Linked DNA regions of Drosophila melanogaster: region 1 is linked to region 2. Evidence: chromatin contacts called from public Hi-C data. All regions are on one chromosome and are shown on one strand. The core of a region is the stretch at or near the end of the contact, and the rest is flanking DNA. Distances in the headings are between cores, read along the strand shown.

Region 1 (4,880 bases), core at 1,602-4,101, 790 kb before region 2:
GCAAGAATTCCAATTCGATCAGAGACCCTGCTCTATTCTCACCTTTTGCAGCAGATCTCGCAGGTGTGCTCCAGTTGATCGGTGTCGTGCTTGGCCAGATGATTGGCCATACGGCGCTCGCTGCTGAAGGTGCGTTCGCACTTGGGGCACGGGAACTTGAGCACCTTGCCGATTTGAGCCACCTTGTTGTGCACCGTCTCGATATGAGTGGCCAAGTAGTCCTGCGAGTTGAGCGACTTCTTGCAAATGGTGCAGCTATGGGATTTTAAAGTCTATGTAGCAACAGACAGAACCCTCGGGCTTCAAACTCACGTAAATAGCTTGGGGTTGATATGTTTGCGGATGTGGTCCATCAGCTTGGAAGCGCGTGTAAAGACTTTGCCGCAGCACTTGATGTAGTACTCGCGCTGGTGCACCTCCAGGAAGTGGGTCTTCAATTCGGATAGGTAGGGAGCACTAAATTCGCACAGGTCGCAGCTTGCACTCATGTAGCTAGCAATGGCCTTCTCGTAGCTCTTGGCCAGCTGAGCACGGGAGCAGCCCTTGGGCTTGCGCTCGAGAACGGCCTGTAGCTCGGACTCCTGCGACTCGGTGGTTGTTCGCTGGTCAGGTGCCTTCCTGCGCCGACGCTTGCCACCATCGTCGAGCAGATCTGCAAGCTCCTGCTGCAGCGATATCGGACCCTGATCCTTGGAGGAACGTGCCGAGGTTTTGCGCTTGGGCTTCATTTTCGATTTCAGACGGACCAGGGGTTCATCTGCAATGGAACAGGAACTTAGTTACGGCTAATCCTTGGGAAACATTAAGATAATAACCATCTGAGGAGTCAGATTCAGATTCCGGCTGCCCCTCGGTCACCTCCGGTTCGCTATCACTAGCTTGCAGGCAGGGCTTCTCGTCCTCCTCCTCCTCGCAGGGCAGCTGCTCCTTGATCGGTTCCCTGACTTCCACACTGTCCACATTCACGTCCAGCACGCTTCCCAGCAGACTAAGGTTGTGCAGGTCCAACGGTTTCTCGTCCATGTCGCCAGCCGCCAGCGGCAGTTCGTCGATGTTGACGTCCACGTCCACACCGCCCGTCCACTTCATGGCCGCACAGTCGACGTCCACGGTAAGGAACTCCTTCTTGAGTGAGCACTGCTTCTGCTCCACCAGCTGCCAGAAGCCATTGAAGTCCTCCAGATGCTCACAGCACTCGGTACAGACGCTGGTCGAGATGCCGTCGTCTGGTAGGATCTGCATGGGATGGCTTATTGGAATTGTTTTGATACCATTGGTATTTGCCAGATACACTCACCTCCAGCTGCAGAAACTTCGCAATCATCTTGACCAGGCGCGTCTCCGCAAGCGTATCGTCCGTCTCAAAGAGGAAGACAGCGCTTCCGGGACTAAGACATCGCAGGCAAAGGCGACAAATCATTTCGCGCGAACAGAACCACAACGCAAAGTCAAATAAATAAAAAATTTAAACAGTTTTTCGTTGTAAACAACATAATTCACCTATCGTGAATCGATAACAGAATCCAATTGTGAATGGCAAAACTTCATCTCAGGAGTTTTTTGCGGGGTGGCCACCCTGATCGTTGAGTATTTCTCTTTAATTTCTCTTACAATTTATGGTCTACGTTTTTAATTGTCTGCAAAATACGCTGTAAACGATTATCCATTAATTAAAAATCGAAAATATGAAACTTAATATATCGCTGGATACACATCAAAACGATGGCATTCTGCGGACGGTCAGGCAGCACGCCAATCGACCCACACAACTCTGGCAACGCTTGCCGTAAAATGGCAAAAAAATAATACATACGATTTAAAACTAATGGACAATTACGTATTACGTGAAAAGAACGCAACGCAAATAATCAAAACAAATAAGAAACGCAACTCGTGTGCGTGTGTAGTGTGTGTGCAGAGCTAAAACCTAGCGAAGGAAAGGCAAAAACCCGTGGAAAAAGCGAATTCAAACGGGTTTACTCGAAGCCTCCTCACCCGATACCATTTTCCACCTACACTTGCAAAAAAGCGACAGCGCGCGAGAGGGACGGCGCGAGTGAGCGGAGAGTGGGAGAGCGCAGTGCAAGTGAGTGGGAGCGAGAGCGCTGACAAAGCCAGCGCAACATAGCGAAAATCGCAACCAAATCGAAATCGAAATTCAACCAAATCGAAGATTCTGGCGAACAAAGGCGACTAACAACAACAACTGCAGCAGCGGCACGTCTCGTCTTGGTTGCGCTCTCTTTTGTTTTCGTCCCGTGTTTTAACAAGCGGCGAAACGGGCGCTGAGTAAGCGCCAGAAAGAGTGCAAAAAAAAGGCGAAGGAAAGAAAGAAGCCAAGGAGCAACGAACTGTGTTTGCGGTGTGTGCTCTGCGTGCGAAAGGGTAAGCTCTATGGTCTCTCATGCTCTCGCTCTGGAAGTAGGCCGGAACCGAGATTTGTTTGCTAAATTATGTTTAATTGCACAGCGGGTTTGTAAATCTGTGATTTTGTTTGTAGAAAATACGCATTGTATCAAAGAAATATTTTTGTCGGTTCTGTCAAATTCGACGTGTGGGAGTGGGAGGGAAGTTCAGCTAGTCATGTTGTCCCGCTCTATATCGCAAACAGCGTTGCATTTGTCGTCGGCAGGTCATCGTGGTCCGTTTTCTCTTTTTGTCGGCATCGATGCATAGAGTCCGTGTTAATTTCCGTTTAATCGCTAAATAGCACGCTCTCTAATTGTTTAATAATTGCCAGGCGACTGCCACCCCCGGAATTAGTTTCACTCGGCGGTCTGGCTGGATCCCAACGGACCAGGTGGCAACGCCGCGCTCCACACCACTCACGCACGCAATACATTCGAAAAGTGAGAAGTGGTAGAGGAAGAACTCGAGGAAGAAGAATTAGCGGCAAACTTTATGTTGGACGGTGAAAAGCAGAATCAAAAGATATCAATTTCCGCGAAGTTAACAGTTAAATAACCAACATACAGGCGGCCAAGTGTGCCAGCAGACCGCGAAACATTCGAAGTAAACAAATTCAAGCGTTTTCCATTCAGTTTATCATCGCTGCCCAACAAACGAAACTCCCCGAGTGTATTGCTGTGTGCGTGCGTGCTGTTTAAACGGTATATTTTACTCGTCTCTCCTCTTTGTTTGCCTTTGCCAGCCACTGTGCCATGCAAAATTAATAAAAGGATACGGCTGTAAAACAAAAGGTGGTCAAAAAAAAAAATTGCACTCGTCGATTAAATAATAACTATCAAATCCTCTCGGTTTCTGCGAACGTAAGTGTGTGTGTGTGCGTGATGTGTGCGCCTGTGCCTGCGTGGTGTTAGTGTGCGTTGTGCTTGTGAATGGTTGTTATTACAAAAAGGAGACATAGAATTGTTGCCAAGCGTTTAGATTGTCTTGTACTCCCCCCACTTGCATCTGTCAAATTGGTTACATTTTAAATGCCGGCCTTTGTTGTTGTCGCTCTTGTTGCGAGGATTTTACTGGCCCCGTTTTTTCTATTGTTGCTGTAGTTGTCAGCCATTGTTCGGCCGCCCCTTCACGCCCCCTGCCGCAATTATTACAAGACGCCACCGCAAAAAATTCTTTCAATGCGTTGCCGCTTCTGCCGCTGCTGGCGCTGGTGTGTGTGTGTGGGTAAATCTATCTAGCTGTCCCGCTTCCGCTGTCACCCGCCCAAGGCAGCCTCTCAGTTGCGTGTGCTGCGAGGCACTGGCTGTCCTGCTCGCACCAAACATTGCCTGCATTCAGTGTCGGATCAAAGGGGGGAGCGAAACTGGGAAATAGTTGCCCCAAACGTTTTCGTAATAAACGCAATATCAACAAAATACCAAATGATTCTACAAACAGTTTCGAATGGTAGTAGTCGAATGGAATTACACTCTAGTTGTTACTTTAACGAAGCATTAAGAACTTGAACGTATTTCGCAACAGCATGTGTTGGAAAACTACCAAGAAACTTCTTTAGTTTCAGTGGAAATGAAATATCAAAAGCATTTCTACTAAAACTCGGTTTAGTTGAAACCCATACCTATTATTGTTTGAAGAGGTTATTTTCCAAATTATTTGCAATATCTTTCTAAGAAGAACCAATTTTCGCTACAGATCCACCTCTGTAAGCGTTAGTGGTGCGGATCGGTTGGGGGTGGCTAAATAGAGGAGTTCCCGGACACACAATAACCAGCGTGTTGAAAACAATTTGTCGGGAGCACCACCCACTTGCAACTGACTAGCCTCGCCTCGCTACGCCTGCACCTATACTCAATTAAATGCCTATCTACGCTTTTGTATTTTGCAGCCCACCAGAAAGACTGAAACAAGGAGCTTCGGCCCAAAAGCGATCCCAGCTCCTTAAACTCATTCTCGTCAAGAACCACAGCCACATCCTAGCCCATCCTCCAGCGCAGCGGGAAGACGAGGAGCGCGGCGGTGGCGAGAAGGAAGCTAACGCTAATGAGGATCTATTGGCAGCATGAGTACACTGGGGGGAAGTAGGGGAGAGCGAAATGCCAAGCCCAAATTCACAGCGTTAGATATAAATCGCATGTACAAGAATAGCCGCGTAAGTAGCGAGCCCCTAGACCTAGATCTAGATCTACATCTAGATCTTGATAGATCCAAACCTATCTGATCGCCAACTTGTTCTTATTGTTTGCAGGGCGAGTCAAGTGAACCATCTGCACAAAAGAATCAAGTGCCACGTAAACATGGAATGCAAATCTTGGGCAAAGTGCCGTCCGCTAGGCGACCACCAGCCAATTTGCCATCCCTGAAGGCCGAGACCCACACCAGCAGCAACAACAATCTCTTAGTCTCAGTCGAAGGTGGGTGTTCTACGATTTTATCTTATTGAAAGCGTGTGTACTAAGATGTACCTTTAACTG
Region 2 (5,423 bases), core at 526-3,025:
CATTGTCCTTTGCTTTAGTCGGTGGAAATACAAATATTTATTTAATATCTAACATAGCGGAGCGCACTTGGCTTACCAATGAGAGCATTAAACGCAATGCAGCAATTTTTGAATTTTGGAAACAAGGATCAACTAATGTCTAATGAATTCTTTTTATGGCAATATTGGCTGGGTGGTTAGGGAAATCGACCCATTCCTGTGAAAAATAAAAATATTTAATTAATATCTAATAAACGGAGCTCAGTTGCTTACTAAAAAACACAGAAATAATGGAAACGAGCAAAAAAAAAAAAAAATAAATAAATTTGTTTATGAATGTCAAGTTTAGTTTTAAATCTATGCACAACTTACATTACGTTTCGGATTCTGGTGTATTGCTTTTCGGCGGATCTGAATCGTCAATAACCCGTGCAGGTAATTGTTCATTAATATTTTTATTATACATTATCTCATTCTCCACCATAAGCATTAAAGTGCGTGCTCGAGGCACTTTATTAGCTAGCCTATTTTTAGCTTTAAATGATCTATGTATTGTTTTTCTTATTTTGTTTTTTTTTGGCTTTTCCTGGTTTGACTTTCGTACTTTCATGTTTTATTCTAAATTTTCCAAAACGTATTTGTTATTCGATAATTTTTACGTTGTGTGTTTTCTTTGGGAGTCAAAGTAGAAATGAGGGTTTTGCTTGTGGGTCGGTTGTCTTGTGATTGAAATTATGTTCAATGCCTACTTTGTTAAACAAATTTAAATCGAAATACCGAAGCTCACTTTGTTTTTTTTTTATTGATACAAATTGTCTTACATTAAATCTAAAATATTATTTGTGTGCGCAGTTTTAAACAGCGAATACAATAACCCAAAGAGCAAATAGCCATGACACCCACCCTTATGTAATAGCTTTTTGAACACCATCCAGCGGGAAGTCATGCAACTAAAGGCAACTGTTTATCTTTTCTTAACCTAGGTGGCGCCATTTCTATTTCACAGATGGATTAGGCGATACACCGAAAGAAATCAGTAGATGATTGATGATATAAAAAAATAAAATAAATGTATTGTCTCAATAGGTTATATTTTGCATTTTATTTATTTATTAGAACGTTGCAGACAAGAGTTTAAATCATATAGATATCGGCTATAGCTGCTGGGGCTTTCAGCCGGACTTCTACATTATTGTTTACGTATTTAGTTACAACATTATTTGCAATTATTTACATTGTATTACTGCACTTACCTTATTGGAATATCTCAGATAGGTTTTAAAGCAAATAAAATACGTTAATGTAGGATAATTTTTTATAAAGTGCATATGCACTTCTACAAATATAGCTATTTCTTTACGCCTACATATGCGTAACCTAAACCTGAAAATTATGAATATGTTCCCCTTGTAAACAGCAAATATTATCCAAAATAGGCGCTTTGCTCATTTTACTCAATTGTACAACTAAAATTTGTATTCCATTTAGGTACTTTGATTTGCACTGTTTTCTACCCTATGTTACGCTCCACTTACAATAGAGTTTTATCAAATTGTAAAACCAAACTTTATATTCCAATTATTTTTAGGTTTTGAAACTCTTCAGTTCTTCATTCTGCATTGTTATTATAGCACGTTTCATCCATATAAATACACAAGATTAAAGGCAAATGACAATAATATCCGAAAAGATAGCTAGATAATGAATAATTACGCTTTTTAGCTACACAGCGGCCACAATGACAGCACTGTTCCTCGTACGAATGCTAACGTTAAGAAGAGGAAGAGACGAGCGGTGCTGGGTTGAAAAAAACTGGAAAAGGGGGGAAATTGGCGCAAATTGTGCACGCGAGGCGCAGCAGGGACGTTGGATCTTAACTATCGGTTTGTGTTCCTTACTTTGCGGCAAAATTAATGCAACCAATTGCCGATATACTGAGAAAAATGGCATAATTAAATAACCAGATCCAACGCATGTAGTGTAAAAAGTCGGGCATTATTCCCAATCGCAAAAGAGAGAGAATCGGTATCACTCGCTGACCCGTCTCGTTCGAGTCTTGATCGCGGTATCTCGCTTGCACCCACATACCGAGCGCCAGCCAGTCATATGGCCGTCCCGTTCATTTCGGTGACAACGTGTCGGTGTGTGTGCATCAGTGTGCAAGCTTATATGTGTGCGCTGTGTATCTGCAACAAACAACGGCGGCCGCTAACAAAAAAAATTGTAAATAAATACGCTGCCGTTCGACAGCGCGCGAAAATCGAAAAAGTGCTCGAAAAGTCAACGAAAGAGCGCCCCCAAAAGAATATAAAAAATTCCGCTAGCGGAAAGGGGGGAACAACAGAAGCAAGTGGGACATTTATTGAACAATTTGAAAATTAATTTGTTCTGTGCGTTGTTTGCATGACCACCGGTTCGTCGGACAAGGACGACGATAGTGTATCCTTCGGCGGCTGATTTTTCGGCTTGCCTCTCTCTCACACGTTCTCTTTGTCTCTCACGGCAAGAGCGAACGGAAAACACGCTAACACTGAACCCACCAGAGATGCGCAAATCCAATGACTCGATTACTTACGTGATCCTCTGTAAATATCGTTTTTCCTTTGAAGAACTTTAAACTAGATTTTTACGATGGACAAACGTTTTCAAAATTAATGTCTACAAATACTTTTTTAAACAAAAAATTCTAAACAACTGCACTCATTCAAGATGTTGATTTATTAATTCATATTAAACATCTTTTTGGAATACCTATTTGATCTCAAAAACGCTGCAAAGAATATTCATTTCATAATGATGTTGGTCTCCAACCAATGATGTTTCTTACAAAACTTCTTTGTGCACATTTTCAAGTGACCGCATAAAAGTATCGGCGAATGTGTCACCGTCATCATGTGGTCATCTCTGGACTCGCTGCTTCGTTATCTGGCGCGCCATATGTGTGCGCGTGTGTGCGTATCGGCTCTTTGGGAGCGCATGGCGTGAGCGGTCTCGCCGACGCAGAGAGCGAGGGACTAGAGCAAAACAGTGTTCCGACAGCGGTTAACAGCTGTTACGGGGCCAACAGACTGCTAGCAAAGGCATTTATATGGATTTCGGGTCGTAACAGTACGACAACAGCGGCCAAACAGCACGCGAGAGCGACGAGAGCCCACTCGCGTGTTGTGTTAAACAGTCAATTTTAGTGTATTTCCGAGCTCGGTGGTGTATTTGAACGGCTAGCCGCGGTCACACTGAAGCAAAAACATTTTTGGCTCGGAGAACGATTAACACAAGCGGACTGAAATTTTTTTGTTTTAGTGTTGCGAAAAAGTTTGTGGGATTTTTATAAAATCGCCGGAAAATGTGAAAAATATATGGTATAAAACCGAAATTCGGCAAAATTGCAAAGTATAGTTAGAAATTTAGTGCGTGGCAATCGGTGACGGTGGAAAAATAAAAATACCGGCCAAAATCGGGCTGAAATTTTTTTCAAATTTTCTACGGCATTTTCTTGAATTTCGTATTTTCGCCAAATATTTTTGCGATTTTTGTGTGGGCCGGGAAAAATGAAAAACGCTCTGGCGGAGACAACACAAAAAATTTCTGCAATAGAAACTTTGAAACGACGTGAAGAAGAAAACGAAACGAAAACGACGAACGAACACAGAAAAAAAATGGAATATATTTCTGTCGTCTGTTTTTCTTTCTTTTTCCAATGCTCCTCGCACTCGTTGCCGTTTACCGTCGTGTGTATATTGCACACTAATGCCGCTTGGCACTAATACCATCGCATGCTTTCTCTCTCGGACTCGTGCTCGCTCTTGCACGAACTCGCTGTTTTCGAAGTGTGCGTGTGTGTAACTGTGTGGTGAAAACGGCGTTGGCGTCGCTGTGAGAATTCTGTACGCGCGCCCCAAACCCCAAATGTGTGCGTGCGTGAGTGTGTGAAAGCTTTTGTCAGCCAGCCCCACTGCACTCTAGTGTCATCCCGCTCGCACCCCACTCGCCACTCGCCGCCCCAACAAATTGAATTTCATATGATGGCCGCTCGAATGCGGAAGCAAAACCAAAATACGGCCACTTTTTCGGCCATTTAATTTATAAACTAGACTATAGACTACAGCCGCAACTGGCTGATACTTCAATTAATTTTTTTAAGCAGTGCTCTGACTTTTATTACCTGTAAAGGTGTGAAATTTTTTTTCCAAAAATGTATTTGTCATAAAAATGTTAAGCATGTTTCAAAGTATATTTTTGCCAACGACGGCACTTGTTTTCCATATTTTTTAGGGGACTGGCGGCAAAATGAAATTATTATTTTCATTTTCGTGGTGTGCGCCAAAAGAGCGAGAGGCCAACACACACGTCTGCGAGTAAAATAACGAGTACAGCGCTGGTAGTATTGGCGAATAAAATTGCGAGGCAAGAACAGACAAGAGAGAGAGAGAGAGTGAGTGGTCGTCAAGCGGCACACAGATGAGTGCAACGAGACCGAGAGAATTCTCGGTACTGTTCTCGTTGTTCTTCCCTTTTCGCCCCGTCTTCGGCACGTCTCGTCGCATTTTAGTTTCGTTTTGTTTCCATTTTCCCCTCGGTTTCGCTGTCCACTCGCGCGCGGCTAAATTACAAAAAAGAAAGAAGAAAATAAATAAATATTGCTTTCGATTTGTGTTCGTCCATTCAACATAATCTAATAGGCTGTGTATTATTCTTCTTGTGCGTTTGCAGTTAATGTGTAATGCTAGAGCGGCAAACGTCGGCAGCAGCAGCAGCAGCAACAACATCAGCATCGACAAAAACAACAGCAGCGCGCCAGCAACAAAAACAAACCGAAACACAACAAACCCAACAACAGCCAACAATGTGAATTGCTTTTTTTTCCTTATTAATTGTAAACGATAACCGAATCAAGTGCAATCAAAATTAAACACAAGCATATATAATATATGGTCAAAATATCTATATATATATATATATATTCCTGTGTAACAAAAAGCCGCCAAAAACAAATCACATAAAATATGTAAGATAGCGGAGAAAAAGGCGGAAAGAAAAGGAAGAGAAAGAGGAGAGAGCCAAACCAAGAACCGTTCTTTTTCGCTCAGTGGAGGCAGGCAGGCAACAACAGACAAACAAACAAACAAACAATAACAAGAGCCGCCCAGCCAAGGTCAACTTTTGGTGTTTTTGGGGCCCAACAACACAAAATGCACGCGTGTGTCTGCTGCTGTTCGACAAACAACAATTGCAACAACGAGAACAACGACGGCAGCAGCAGCAGCAGCAGTAACCACAACAACAACGACAGCAGCATCAGCAGCAGCAGCAAAAACAAATTGCAGCTAAAAAAGCGCAGGGCCGAAGTCGAAGAAGAAGAAGAGGTACTGGTCAAGCGGACGCAGGATAAGAACAAGCATCAAGAGGAGCAGGAGCAGGAGGAGCACCAGGCGGTGGAAAAGTTG

The links. A called contact is a pair of places that touch in the nucleus more often than the background predicts.
Region 1: a contact with region 2 is called in a Hi-C map of the Kc167 cell line, with 1.8 times the contacts expected there. The contact joins the promoter of nocte here to the promoter of nej in region 2. A contact is called at or near these places in 36 of 107 Hi-C or Micro-C datasets (the D17-c3 cell line, the Kc167 cell line, the ML-DmBG3-c2 cell line and 12 more) and 1 of 6 datasets of contacts at active chromatin or transcription factors (the Kc167 cell line).

What each region holds. Positions count from the first base shown.
Region 1 is chrX:10,471,558-10,476,437 of dm6, reverse strand. nocte (no circadian temperature entrainment) reads left to right here and starts at 2,851. Exons shown (of 6, transcript NM_001272480.1): 1 at 2,851-3,110; 2 at 4,295-4,558; 3 at 4,655-4,820. The coding sequence starts at 4,469. CG2889 reads right to left here and starts at 2,500. Exons shown (of 6, transcript NM_132404.2): 1 at 2,353-2,500; 2 at 1,298-1,649; 3 at 816-1,236; 4 at 313-757; 5 at 43-255. The coding sequence starts at 1,420.
Region 2 is chrX:9,683,418-9,688,840 of dm6, reverse strand. It overlaps nej (nejire), which reads left to right and starts at 1,775. Exons shown (of 14, transcript NM_001201647.2): 1 at 1,775-1,862; 2 at 4,690-5,423. lncRNA:CR42657 (long non-coding RNA:CR42657) reads right to left here and starts at 652. Exons shown (of 3, transcript NR_123848.1): 1 at 352-652; 2 at 77-196; 3 at 1-12.